Regions from separate parts of the Zea mays genome. Here region 2 is linked to region 1. The links are chromatin contacts, called in public Hi-C maps. All regions are on one chromosome and are shown on one strand. Each heading gives the region's core, a stretch centred on a gene start, on an enhancer-like site or on the middle of the called end of the contact. The rest is flanking DNA. Distances are from core to core; before and after follow the strand shown. Region 1 holds the start of LOC100285949. Region 2 holds the start of LOC100286302 (NEDD8-conjugating enzyme Ubc12-like).

Region 1 (7,400 bases), core at 2,057-4,556:
TTTGTACTTGTCACTTGGGTCTAATGCAAGCCTTGCATCATTGTCAGCTAGACACGCTACTTTTTCCTGAAAATGGAAGAGAATGTACAGTCAACACCAAAAGTAGCAGCCATGTGCTTTGCATATATAAAAGCTACATTTTTACCATAACTATCACATGAATAGAACAAGGGAACAGAAGGAACCTGCTTTAGTATTTTCACTTGAGATGGTTCCATTCCGAAGTAGGAGTTTGACTCTAAAAGCTTGATAGTTAGCGCATTTGTATCATCAGAAGTCATAATAACAAATGGAATCTTTGTTTGGCACCCCTCTGCATGGCAGATGAATAACATCAATCAGAATAAAGCAAGACCTGAACATTCTCTAAGGCCCAACAGTATTACATGTAAAGAATGAAACTGGCAATAAATCAAGTAATTGCCAGATACAAAGGGGCATAAGACAAAATAAAATGAAACCAAGACCTTAATGGAAAGGTTGAAATTCATTTGTAAGCACTAAAACAATGATAGGTTCCAGTTCCATAAAGTACTTGTAAATCAGTAAGTCACTAATCCACTATAGATAAATGTAGAGTACATACCATCAACCATTTTGCAGCTGGCCTCTTGAAAAGCCAGGATAGACTCTATATAGTGTTGAAGGAAACATTTTCCAGTAGTTGTTTCCCGGGGAAGTGCTACCTGACCAAAGAAAGTAACAGAAGCACCAGTGAGAAATTTCAGAAACATGGTTGGATAATCTAAAAACTTTCAAGGCCACAACCTAATGATACTCAGATACCCTTAATCCTGTTTTAGAGTCATAAAGTTTGTGCTTTGAACTAGGAGTTAAAATACTTTACTGCCTGTAAATCATTAAGCTTTCTCACAATCAGGTCCTAAATGATGTTTTTATTTTCTGTGCAGGATGTGTGCAATATCAGCATTCAGCAAGAGAAAAACCTTAACCAAATAACACTATCAGTAAGAGAAAAAAAAAATTAACCAAATGATACTAGCTAAATCATATTTACAAGACACCATACCAGTACAGCAACTACAGCATCTAAATTGAGTTCCAACTAAAGTGTGCCTAGCTACTGTACTACCTCATGAAACAAGCTTAGATATTAGTTTGCTATTCCCAGCTCAGTGGATACTGCATACCTTAATTCCTTTGTAGCCAAGCCTTTCGCCAAGCCCTCCGGCTACAAGAACAAATGCAGCATTGCAGGCTTCTTTTATCCCAGCTGTTTCCAGTGAAACAAAATTGTCATTGCCAAAAGTCAAAACCTCCCCTGAAGGCACCTGTAAGTAAGGTATGGCGAAGTTTATTAGTTGTGTCATCAAGAAGAGAGGAAAAATAAAGGAAGTAGAGAATTACCCAAAATAACTTAAAGAACATCCATTTCAAATTATTAATTCAAACTATTCATAGAACAACTCCCATGAAAAGGATAGATATTTAGGCCAAACTAAGGAGAGGCTAGCTTTTATCTATTAGTTAGGAGAGGCTAGCTTCTTGGTTTTTAAGAAACTAAGAATCTAATTTCTATAAACTGAGTCATAAACTAGTATGTTTGGAACCACCTCAATTTCTATAAACCAGTTTCTTAAAAACTGGGTGCTTACAAACAGGGCCTAAACCATTACCATTGATGAAAAAGACTTACAGAAGGGGTGAAACCATCATATGGGTTTTTGCCTTCCTTTGAATCCGCAAGAAGTTTTTTGGCATTCTGGATGTAAGATACCAGACCTCCAGGATAGCTTGAATTAAGTCGGCGAACCTAAGATAATAGCACAAAATTAGAATAAAAGGGAAAAAAACTTTATACATTTGTGCTTATGAATTCCTTGCATATATTATAGTGCTACTCCATTGACAAACAAGAGACATCTTGGACATCGGAACGTCTTCATAACATAATTTTACTAACACTTTTGTTATAAAACATTTGTAGAACATAGAAAATATATATTTTTATGAAACTACATTGCACTATGTGTTCTGAGTTTGAATACACACCTGATCAAAGAAGCCTCTTTTATTGTCATCATCGACACCTGGTTCAGGCCAGTGTTCGAACAGGTGAATCTGGCCTTCATTCAACAGCATTTTTGCTAGCTCAACCTAGAATCACCAGGCAACAAGAGCGTTGTAGCAGGAGAAAACAAAAACAGGTGTTTCAATCCATCAATTGAACAAACTTAACAAGACATGTAGCACCAAAGAGACTAGATACACTTTGTTATGAAATAATGGTGAGCAATCATTCAGCCAAACCCAGGGCCCATAGGTACTTCCGTGATTCTTGACCGGGGGCCAAGTTAGATGTACATCAGTTGAGGACCATCTTGCTGAACATGTGAAAAAGTGTAGTAGAACTTAAATTGTTCGCCCAGAGGACCACATTATTTATTTTACTAACAAAAACACTGTTCACAACTGAGAACAGAGGAATGTACAGATGTACCAAATGAATACGAGAAGTCGAGAACCATGCTCCCTAATCGCATTGTGGGCCTGTGGCAGGAGCAGAGGGTGGCTGAATTTTAAACACAGCAGTACGACACTAGCACTATTTTAGGAACCAGTAGTCACCATCACGAGAACCACAGAATTCAACTCCGTTTATTCTAAAATTGCTGTGTCATGAGGGTAAATTGTAGCGGTGGAGGCGGGTCCACTTCGCCCCCACCGGACGGGCACCGTCGCCACGTGAGGGGAGTTCAAATATGACAGTGAGCCGAGGTAGTTGGCGTACCGTCCGCTCGTCCGTCATCTGATCATCAGGCCCTACCCCTAAACTCATCCAATCTAATCAGTAATAATCGCCTACGCGGGATGCGAACAAACTGCCAAGTCAAATCAAATCAAATCAGACGGCTGAGCGTCCACACACACACGCGCGGGGCGGAGCATCGCGTCCGACGAAGCCACGGAATTTGGAACCCGCGGCGAGCGGAACGAGACGTGAGATCGGCGCGATTCGAGCGTCGCATCTACTACTAGCACGAGCAAATCAACAGGCAACAGCAACAGAAGGGCGCGCGACCTCTTCCGCACATATAACAGACTAGCAGGCGTCGCTGACCTCGTCGGGCGAAAGCAGCTGCAGGTTCCGCCGCAGCGGGGGGCACGCCGCCGCCCACTGGCCGTAGCCGGCGTCGGTGCCCGGAGCCATCGCGGGCGAGGAGGCTGAACAGAAGGGCGGAGGAGGCGAGCCGCGTCGCGTCGGTGACTGTCAGTTGCGTCGTCTGCGGAGGCGGCGCGGGCAGTGGTGGGATTCGTCGGCTCCGAAGGATCGCGCTGCCAACGCGAGACGCGTAGGAAGGAAATCGAAAACGGTTTCCTTTCTTTAAATGATAATGATGGTAGCCGAAAGTAAACTATATAGCCGACTTCGGGCATGGATGGGCCGCGTCACCCAGCCCGGGCGCGGGGCGCGACGTGCTGCCACCCGGCCCGTTGCGTCATGGGCCGCGTGGAAATCTCTACAACTATTAAGAGCAAAGTATAGACTGCCCCCGCCCTCACCAGCCCACGCCGCGAAACCCGCGCCCCCCCCCCCCCCCGCCGCGATTCACCGCCCGCCCGCGGATCCAGCGTCGCTGTAGCAGCACCCCGCGCCCGGCTCCGTCTTCCTCCTCATCCTCGACGTCGCCGTAGCAGCACCCCGCGCCCGACTCCGTTCGTCGGCGAACCCTCTTCCCCCGCCCCACCGCAGTCCCGGCCAAGAGATCCGGCCGACCCCGGTGAGCTCTCTCGCCGTGCGCACACCTCGCCGAGTGTAACCGCTTTCCTCGTATGGCCCGTGCCTCGCAGGTCGCTCGGACTCGGAGGCCGGCGAGCCGCTCGTTCTGGGCGCCGGGATGCTGCTCGTCCATCTCCGCGCGGCGGACCGGTGGGAGCGCGTGGCCGCGGTGCTGCCCGGGAGGACGGTGGCCGACATTGCGGCGCACTACGACGACCTGGAGGTCGCTGTCGGCTCCATCGAGGCCGGCTTCGTGCCCTTCCCCCGCTACGGCGGCTGCGGCGGTGGCGCTGTTAGCTGTGTATGCGATCGTACACGCAGATGAGCAAGGAGGACGAGGTTCTCGCCACTACGCCCAACAGGTGTTTGATGAATTGCTTCAACCTCATACACAGTGCTTTCAGCTGGGATGCAGTTCCACATCGGCAACCTTGGCCACCACCACATTTGCACTGTGAGTTTGGGTGTGGCCGTGCTAATTTACGTCCAATCCCATGGTCTTCTTTCACCATAGGGGTTTATGAGGTTCTCAAGTTATACACTGGTAACTACAATCAGTATGTTCTAACTCACTCTGAGCTTGAATAGAATCAAATGAAGCAGTACAAATGGGAGCAGGAACTCATCAACGAAGTACTGCCAGTAGAAAGTTGTCGACCTGTGTTATGTGTGCCTGTGGATTTTGCACTCTGATGGGTGCACAGAGGCGAATGCTTGCTCGTCGCCACCTTGCGGTTGCTGCTATGATGAGGAATTGAAAATGCATGGTCGGAAGTGGACACAGCTACTACACTGCATCTTCGAGGTACTTGAGAGCACCTAGAGGGGGGGTGAATAGGTGATCATGTAAAAGTTCAAAACTTAAGCCACAAAAACTTGTTAAGGGTTAGCACAAGTATGGCCAAGTGGCTAGAGAGAACTCAAAACACGATAACCACAAGAAAGCAATCACAGAGTTGACACGGTGGTTATCCCGTGGTTCGGCCAAGTACAAAACTTGCCTACTCCACGTTGTGGCGTCCCAACGGACGAGAGTTGCACTCAACTCCTCTCAAGTGATCCAATGATCAACTTGAATACCACTGTGTTTTTCTTTCCTTTGATCTTTTCCCGTTTGCGAGGAATCTCCACAACTTGGAGTCTCTCGCCCTTACAATTGAGTTCACAAAGAAATACGGAGTAAGGTGGGAATGAGCAACGCACACAAGACTCGAAAATCAGAGCAACAACACGCACACAAGTCGCAACAAGAGCTCGCAACGCAACACAAAGAGTTCACAACTCCACAAGAGCTCTATATGCTATCACAATGAAACGAATGCGTGAGATTGATGTCTTGGTGCTTAGAAGAGTTGTAGGAATGCTTGGTGTACTCCTCCATGCGCCTAGGGGTCCCTTTTATAGCCCCAAGGCAGCTAGGAGCCGTTGAGAGCACATCTGGAAGGCTATCCTTGCCTTCTGTCGTCGGGCGCACCGGACAGTCCGGTGCACACCGGACACTGTCCGGTGCCCGATTTATTTCCTTAAATGGCGAAGCCGACCGTTGCCGACCGTTGCAGATCTGGCGCACCGGACAGTCCGGTGCACACCGGACAGTCCGGTGCTTCCTTCCGACCGTTGGCTCGGCCACGTGTCGCGCGCCGATCGCGCGGCCGACCGTTGGCCCGGCCGACCGTTGGCTCACCGGACAGTCCGGTGAATTTTAGCCGAAGTCGCCGGAGCAAAACCCGAGAGCGGCCTCTTCGGCTGGGGCAGCCTGGCGCACCGGACACTGTCCGGTGCACCACCGGACAGTCCGGTGCCCCAGACCGAAACAGCCTCTTGGCTGTACACAGCCAAGTCTTCTCTTCTCTTCTTCTTTCTGTTTCTAACACTTAGACAAGAATATTAGTACACAAAACCAATGTACTAAGGCTTAGAAACATACCTTTACTTGTGATTTACACTTTGTTCATCCATGGGCACATTTTCACATTTAAGCACTTGTGTTTGCACTCAATCACCAAAATACTTAGAAATGGGCCAAGGGCACATTTCCCTTTCAATCTCCCCCTTTTTGGTGATTTATGCCAACACAACATAAAGCAAGTGGAACAAGTGCAAAATCACTTCAAATAAAAACTCAAATTGGTTTTGATTCAATTTTGGCATATATGGATCACCCTTTGCCACCACTTGGTTTGTTTTTGCAAATCAAACTCAAATCTCTATCTCTAAGTCAAACACACATGATGAAGTATAAAGAGAGTCATTCCAAAAGAGATTGATCAAAGATTTCAAAAACTCCCCCTATTTCCCATAATCAACACTTCTCCCCACAAGAAGCCAACTTTTGACAAGAGACGCAATAAAAGAGTTTTGCTAAAACAAAAAACTCTATTCTACTGTTTTCAAAATCTCTCAAGTGGTAGCTGATCCATTTATCGCTTTGGCCTTTATTTTCTCCCCCTTTGGCATCAAGCACCAAAACGGGATCAATCTTGGCCCTTTTTAACCCCATTGCCTCACCAAAGTCTTCAATTAAGAGCAAATGGCAATAAGATTTCATGAGATGAACTTGGAATTAGTTACCCTCTCATCGGAGTGCAGTGGAAGTCTTTCATGGTCCAAGTCCACCTTTTCCCTTTCAATCCTCCTTCGAGACTAAATTATCAAACTCAAGCACATGGTTAGTCTCAAAGGGTCAAGTTGTAACACATCTCCCCCTAAACATGTGCATCACTTTGCAACGGACTTGTGAGGTCCAGGGAGTGTTTGTACAACTTGAGCACCATAATAAGCAACAAAATGCAGAATGAACATGATCAAAGGCATAAACACATGTATGCTACAATTCAATCCAAGTTCCGCGAATCTAAGACATTTAGCTCACTACGCAACCTGCAAAAGGTCTTCTCATCTAGAGGCTTAGTGAAGATATCGGCTAGCTGGTTCTCGGTGCTAACATGAAACACTTCGATATCTCCCTTTTGCTGGTGGTCTCTCAAGAAGTGATGCCGGATGTCTATGTGCTTTGTGCGGCTGTGCTCAACAGGATTCTCCGCCATGCGGATAGCACTCTCATTATCACATAGGAGTGGGACTTTGCTCAGATTGTAGCCAAAGTCCCGGAGGGTTTGCCTCATCCAAAGTAGTTGCGCGCAACACTGACCTGCGGCAACGTACTCGGCCTCAGCGGTGGATAGGGCAACGGATGTTTGTTTCTTAGAGTTCCATGACACCAGGGACCTTCCTAAGAATTGGCACGTCCCCGATGTACTCTTCCTATCGACCTTACATCCAGCATAGTCGGAGTCTGAGTATCCAACTAAGTCAAAGGTAGACCCCTTTGGATACCAGAGCCCGAAGCAAGGCGTAGCAACCAAATATCTAAGAATTCGCTTCACTGCCACTAAGTGACACTCCTTAGGATCGGATTGAAATCTAGCACACATGCATACGCTAAGCATAATATCCGGTCTACTAGCACATAAGTAAAGCAAAGAACCTATCATTGACCGGTATGCTTTTTGATCAACGGACTTACCTCCTTTGTTGAGGTCGGTGTGTCCGTCGGTCCCCATCGGAGTCTTTGCGGGCTTGGCGTCCTTCATCCCAAACCGCTTTAGCAGATCTTGCGTGTACTTCGTTTGGGAGATGAAGGTGCCGTCCTTGAGTT
Region 2 (7,275 bases), core at 2,002-4,501, 500 kb before region 1:
GTTAGTTTAATTGCTAAGATTGAAGAATTGAATGCTTGCAAACCCTCTACAACTACTATTGAGCATGTCACTATTTGCACTAGATGTAGAAATGTTAATGTTGATGCTATGAATGATCACCTTGCTATGATTAAAGAACAAAATGATCACATAGCTAAATTAAATGCTAAAATTGCCGAGCATGAACTAGAGAATGAAAAAAATTAAATTTGCTCGTAGTATGCTTTATAGTGGGAGACGCCCTGGCATTAAGGATGGCATTGGTTTCCAACAAGGAAAGCAACATCAAGCTTAATGCCCCAAAGAACAAGCTTTCAAACCTTGTTAAGGGCAAGGCTCCCATGGTTCAGGATAGGGAAGGTTACAATTTATACCCTGAGAACTATCTTGAGCACAAAATTAGAAGAATTCATGCTAGAAAATCTCATTATATTTCTCATCATGCTTATATGTATAGTAATGAGGCTTCTAGCTCTAGGCATTCAACTCATATCAAAATGCTTAAAAAGAGGATTGCTAATGCATCAAATGAACATATCATCTCATTTAAGACTTTTGATGCATCTTTTGTACTTACTAACAAATCAGGCAAGATAGTTGCCAAATATGTTAGGGCAAACACAAGAGCCCAAAGACTTGTGCTTGGGTACCCCGTTTGGCTATACAAGAACAAGGTCTAAAATTGTTTTGTAGATTTATGCATATGGCGGGACAAGTTGGATAATCGATAGCGAGTGCACAAATCATATGACATGGGAGAAAAGGATTTTCTCCTCGTACGAGAAAAATGATGATCCCGAAAGAGCAATCACATTTGGAGATGGAAATCAAGGTTTGGTCAAAGGTTTGTGTAAAATTGCTATATCTGCTGACCATTCCATTTCTAATTTTTTTCTTGTAGATTATTTAGATTACAACTTACTTTCTGTTTCTCAACTATGCAAAATGGGTTACAACTGTCTTTTTACTGATGTTGGTGTTACCGTCTTTAGAAGAAGTGATGATTCAATATCTTTTAAGGGAGTGTTAGATGACCAGCTATATTTAGTTGATTTCAATAATAACAATGATGAACTAGACACTTACTTAATTGCTAAGACTAACATGGATATTGAATAATTTTACTTATAATGTTGAATGATGATTATATTTTTATATTTATATACTATTAAATCACTATATAATTTAATATTATTTATCAAGGTGCAGACCGTGAGCTGAGCTGGATCACGAGGCAACTTCGAGTCGAGCCGAGCTTGTCAACCAACAAGCCGCACTGAGCCGAGCTCGGCTCGTTTCCAGCCTTAGTCATCTCGGTCCATAAACTTTAAAAGTGTATTAGGTCGATCCTTAATTGTTGTTTGGGTCTCAGTTAGGTCTAAATAGATCCTGGTTGATATATGGACTCCAACATGTGTATCTCTTTTATCTCATCGGACATGTGAAAAAGAGAAAAAAAAGATACACAACTGACATGTAAGGTATATATGTTAACCACGATCTGTTTGGATGCAATTGGGACCTAAACAATGATAAAGACTAGAACAATACATTTTAAAAATTTATGAATTATAATAATACAGGACAACATGTGTATCTCTTTTATCTCAGGAAAAGGCTGCTTTGGCAAGGTGGCTCTCAAACAAAGAGAATGCATTTGGTTAATTGGGATACGGTTTGCTCCTCCAAAAGTTTAGGTGGTTTAGGTGTGTTGAATCTAAGTTCTATGAATGACGCTCTGTTGACAAAATGGCTTTGGAATTTGAAAAATTCTAGTGGTTTATGGCAAAGTATAATTGTTGGAAAATATATTAAGGGAAAACCCCTTATCTCAGTTAAACAAAGACAGACTGACTTTCAGTTTTGGAAAAAACTCTTAAGTCTCAGGGAGATTTTCTTTAAGTATTGTAAGATGGTTGTTGGTAATGGTTGTCGAACTAGCTTCTGGAAAAATTTCTGGATTGGTGATGGGCCTCTTGCTGTGAAGTTTCCTATTCTGTTTGATCTGACTATAGATAAAGATATTACGATTAATAAAGTTCTGTCTTCGAATTTTGATGCTCTTTCTTTCAGAAGAAGAATGACGGGCAATCTTCAGGGGTTTTATGATGATTTAGTTGCTTTATGTTCTGATTATAATTTGTCAAATCAAGACGACAACTTATTTGGAACTTGGGCAATAAAGGGTTCACTGTCAATTCTTTATATAAGAAAAATTTGATGGATCAGGTCAAGGTGCCTTATAGATTTCTGTGGAAGTCAAAGTTACCACAGAAAATTAAAGTTTTCTTCTGGTTGGTGATAAGAAATAAAATTCTTACAAAAGACAACCTGAAAAAAAGAAATTGGAAGGGATCTGATGAATGCTGTTTTTGTGGTGGCATGAAATCGATTGATCATTTATTTTTTAAATGCTCTGTTGCCAGATTTGTTTGGAGAGTGGTTCAAATTGCTCTTAATTTGGATTACATTCCAAAAAATATTGAAGAAATCTGTGATAGCTGGATGAAAAATCCTAAAAACAAAATTTCAAACTTATTGATATTTGGCTGTGGTGCTATGTTTTGGGCTATTTGGAGAACCAGAAATGATTGATTTTTTGGTGAAAATTTTTTGATTGACCCTGCTAACATAATATTTCTTTGCTGCTTTTGGTTGGATTCTTGGGCCATTCGACAGAAAGAGAAGGAAAAAATGGTGGTCCAAGGAAGCCAACTCATCCAAAAGATAATAAGTGAAGCGATGAACAGGGCCTTCGGGTGGTGTCCGAGAGATCGTCGTATTACTGGCTGAAGTCTTCGGTTTGGCTCTTGCTGCTTCTTTTGGTGATTAGCGCAACCCAAGTACTTTTGGAAAAACCATATTAGTGGGTTTGTTAAAACTGGGAGTTGTTAGCTGGGTTGCTACTTTTGGCCTTTATCCATTGTAAATAAGCATGGCTTAAAAACTGTGGTGCTGTTTGGACGGTGGTTAGTGGAGTCTGATTTCTGCATTTTTTGATAGATTGTAGAAGTTAGTTCCACTAATTTATCTTTCTGGTGTTGAGTCTTTCTCTAGCGTGCTGGTTTATAATGAACGTGTTCCTATTTTCTAATAAAATAGGGGGCTATGCCCCTTCGTCAAAAAAAAAAACAAGTATGGCCACAAATATATTTTACTCAATAAAATATGTACTCGGAATCGGAAGAACCTACCTTACTTTTCCATCCGCGGAACGACGCACGCGGACGCCTCCTTGTTCCGGGTCCTACTCCCGCCGCCTTCGCCTAAAGAGGCCTCGCCCTCCCCCCTCCGGCGAAAACCGATTCCCTTCCCCGATTCCCTCCGGCGTTTCCTGGTGAGTTTACGCCAGCGCCGACTTCTCCGATCAGGTCCCATCGGTTTTGGGTGCGCGCACCTCGTTTGGCTTCGCGTCGTTCTTCGGTGCGCGCACGCGATTCGTGGATCCGGCGGTCGGATCCCGCGCCGTCCGCAGCGATGGCTGCTCCCCAACCCTTGCTTCTTTGCGCGCACCCCTTCCCCACGGCCTTTTAGTTTTTACATGGAGAGGGGCGACCCTCGCTAGCCGCAGGGTCCCTCTCCATCCTCACCGCTTTCTTCCTCTGCAGGTCCCTTAGTGCAAGCAAGGACACCGCTCCTCTAGCGAGCTCTGTTCTGAAGCGGCAAGGTAAACATGCCTCTCTTAGTCTGCTGGTGTAGTTCTGAAAATAAGTTGTCGGTTTGAACGATGCAAAACTACAACGATCCATATGTACTTCATTGACTAAGTTGGACATGATCAGTATTCCAGTTCTTAAGAAAATAAGGCGGAAGATAACTAAATTCACGATTCTCATAACCGTGTCGTGTGTTATTTTCTAGTAGACTTGATTTAACCATATTCATAGCCTGAGCTGGGTAGAACATGGTTAAGGTTAGTCATAGTTTTGACTTTTGAACATGTTTTTCCTTTCATCCATATACTAACTTGGTGTGTATCTGTCAATTTCTAATTCCAACACAGAGGAACAAACAGTTCCATACGAACTAGGTTAGGCTAGCATATTTTTAAGCAAATGCGAGGATGACAAGATGTTGAAACAAATCAACAACTGATGGTTTCATGAACTTCCCCTGCTCTAAGATTTCACTTTTTTCCGAATTTGTGGTCTTATTTACATTCATGTCTGAATGGTTGAATTGTGCCTCTGCAACCTTTTTCCATAAGGAGGGTGAATTTACTGTGAGTCTTTCTTAGCTGCAGTACTGATTTGGGATCTCTTGAATGTGTAGTAAATTCGCAGAGAGCAACTTAAAACTAGCATTACAAAGTACTAACGTTTAAGCAATCTCTGTCCACAAACACAAAAATCTGAAGGTACTACATTAACTGAGATTGCACATTAATGTTTCCTGAATAAGATTAGCTGCAGTAAATTCTGCAAACTACAGACCTCTTGTAAAATGCATTTTTTTAGTGAACTTAGAAGAGCACAACGTTACTCATCAGAAACCACGACCACTCACCTAGCAGAACTACATGACACAATTCACAAATTTGTATGGAAAAGAAGCTGGTCTTGGTTTGCAAATATTAATTTATCTAAGGCCTAAAACAAACTCGAATCCGATAGATCTAAAAGCTAAGCATTCAGTTAATTTTGCAAACCCATCAGTGATCAACCTACCTAGACACTTTATCATCCTGCATTTACTTAAAGATGCCGGCTTGCCTGTTTTGTATGTATCCATTTGTTCCACTGTGTTTGTGCGCGCGGTAGTGCTACATAATACTTTGAGTTATACACTTATACTGCTATATTTGCTTTGAGCCTTTGAGACTTTTGTTCCAGCTCAGATAATTTCTCCTATTCTTTGTTCTGTATTGGATCTCCTGTCTTAGTGTTGCATTCACTTGCTAAACCAACCAAATTGCTCACTGCAATCAAAATGGGAAAAAAAGGAAATACACATTGGAAAATGCCTAGATATCCATGTGCCCAGGTTCTTCGCAGGTGTCATAGTTTGTCGGGCCACCTTGATAACTTTGGGTAAATTTTAGGGCTTAATCAGATCCATTGCTGGCTGCTTGCCTTGCCCAGGTTTGGCCTTACCTGTTTGCCTCAAGCTTGCCGGCTTGGCTGCCTGGGCAAGCAAATCCTTGCCAATTTAGGCGAGCCAAATTTTCTCTCCTGCATGGACAAGGTTTGCTCACGCGCTCGCATGGCCAGCTGAGCCGTCACTAAATTGGCCACTCCATGCTGTTGCTGGATCGGGATTTGTTATTGCTGAATTGATGGCCATCACTGGACTCAGATAGTCAGGTTTGCCAGCACGGCAGCACCAAATCGACCTCTGCTACCATCAGATTGATGTTCCTAGGCACTGAATTGACCCTCATCACTGTTGAATCGAGCTCTGTTATTGTTGGATCAAGCTACAGTTTGAGGCAAGGCGAGCGATGGCAAGGGAAGAAAACACCTTTGGAAGATTACCTTCCTTTGCCTAGCAAGGTGAGGCGAGCAGGCTAGGCTAATGCTATATACAGCAGCTCTCCTATCACATTTCCTGTCACACCTTCTATTTCAAACTCCACTCTACAAACAGTGCTATCTACATTGCAAAACAGTATTTTGTATGATCACATGCACGATCTGTTGGACACAGCCCAAAGGATCCAAACACCTTTAATTGCTAGCTGAAATTCACCAACCTGTGCTTCCTGTAAATAATTAGCAGTGAATTTGTTGTGCTACTCAATGCTTCCTGTGCTTCGCTGTCATCCTTGTTTTTGTTCCTTACATTTACATGCTTCAAGAGGCATTTCTATGAGTGTTTGTATTGGAACCACAGTTTGCCACACTATACCTGCTGCAAGCCACGCCGCCATAGGCTGCCATCTGTTTCATTGCCACACTATACCAGCTTAAACTTTTGGGTTGAGCAGGTTAGTGTGTTCACTCTAATGGTATCAAAGCCAGAGGTCTCAAATTCGAATCCTGATAGAGGCTTTATTTGTGCCTCCACTCCTTTATTTCCACGTTTGTGCCCACACGTGAGTGGGAATGTTGAAGTGTACAAGTGAATTGCCTACATTCTCCTAATAGGTTAAGCTTTTCGGTTGAACTGGTTAATGCGTTCACTAACAGACGTATATAAGATGGATATGGTATGCTCATCAATTGATAAAGATAGGTGGTTGTATTCAAACTTGGCTTTAAACCAAACATTTGCCACATGTTTTTGCTGAACTTTTGGCAAGTTTTGTGGCTGCAATTCAAACAATAGCCTTGCTAAATTTGCAAGAACTTAAGCTAGTCATGGCAACCAACCAGACACCCTTAACTTGCCACACGTCTAACCTTAGTTGTGAAAACATCTGGCAGCCTGCCAAACAGGCACAATTAGTCAATTAGTAAAAAATGAGCTACATGATAGAGGTGCAAATTGGAATCGCTTTTCCCTCACAGTGCGTTTGGATGTTGGAATTTAGACTCGGAATTCAGAATTGGAATTGACAAACCCGAATTCTGGTGTTTGGATGGTCACAGTATTTGGAATTGGAAATCCACCAAATTCCAGCCGGTATTCAACTCTACACACGCCTCCACTCTCCAATTCCGACCCTCCACCCTCTGATTTGCTCGGAATTGAACTGGATTTGGTATTGGATCCGATTTCCAAAGCCAGGCTGATTTGGTATTGGATCCAATTCAATTCCACCATCTCCAATTCCAACATCCAAACGGAGCATCAGGGTTTTTCCCACTTACTGAAAAATCTGGAAGTTCTGCATGCTGATCCTGATATCTGATTGTGTTCCCCCCTTTTTCTGTGCAGAAAGATGATTAATCTTTTCAAAATAAAGGGTCAAAAGAAAGAAGAGGCAGCAAGTGCTGCTGGAAAGGCCCCTGTTAAGAAACAGTCTGCTGGGGAGCTCCGTCTTCATAAAGGTTTGTTGAATTATAGGTGAATTCTTTCTTGTAGCAATCTGTTATTTGTTTTCCATACACAACATTTATTTATATAACCCAAAAGAACTGAAGTTACTCTTATCTGTTTCATAAAATAGAACTGTTTGCCACTGCTTGTTCCAATATCGAAGGTCCCACATATACCAATAAACCAATGTAGCGTTTAATGATCTTAGTGCTTACTAGTAGGGTAGACATTTACAACTTCCTTTCCTCTTGCCCTAATATGGGCTGATGTATTACATACACCTCTTAGATGTTTAAAAGATTATTGGTTTATCCTAGACCACCTCCTATTAACTTCAATCTTCCCACCTCTCAC

Evidence for each region. Hi-C and Micro-C count contacts between places; a contact is called where the count stands out from the background.
Region 2: a Hi-C map of tassel shows a contact between it and region 1, with 2.2 times the contacts expected there. The contact joins the promoter of LOC100286302 here to the promoter of LOC100285949 in region 1. A contact is called at or near these places in 2 of 25 Hi-C or Micro-C datasets (ear and tassel).

The regions. Positions count from the first base shown.
Region 1 is chr6:96,087,516-96,094,915 of Zm-B73-REFERENCE-NAM-5.0, reverse strand. It overlaps LOC100285949, which reads right to left and starts at 3,306. Exons shown (of 17, transcript NM_001366738.1): 1 at 3,083-3,306; 2 at 2,014-2,118; 3 at 1,658-1,774; 4 at 1,152-1,292; 5 at 587-686; 6 at 186-313; 7 at 1-66. The coding sequence starts at 3,172.
Region 2 is chr6:96,589,218-96,596,492 of Zm-B73-REFERENCE-NAM-5.0, reverse strand. It overlaps LOC100286302 (NEDD8-conjugating enzyme Ubc12-like), which reads left to right and starts at 3,251. Exons shown (of 8, transcript NM_001159189.1): 1 at 3,251-3,337; 2 at 3,609-3,667; 3 at 5,082-5,492; 4 at 6,820-6,932. The coding sequence starts at 6,824.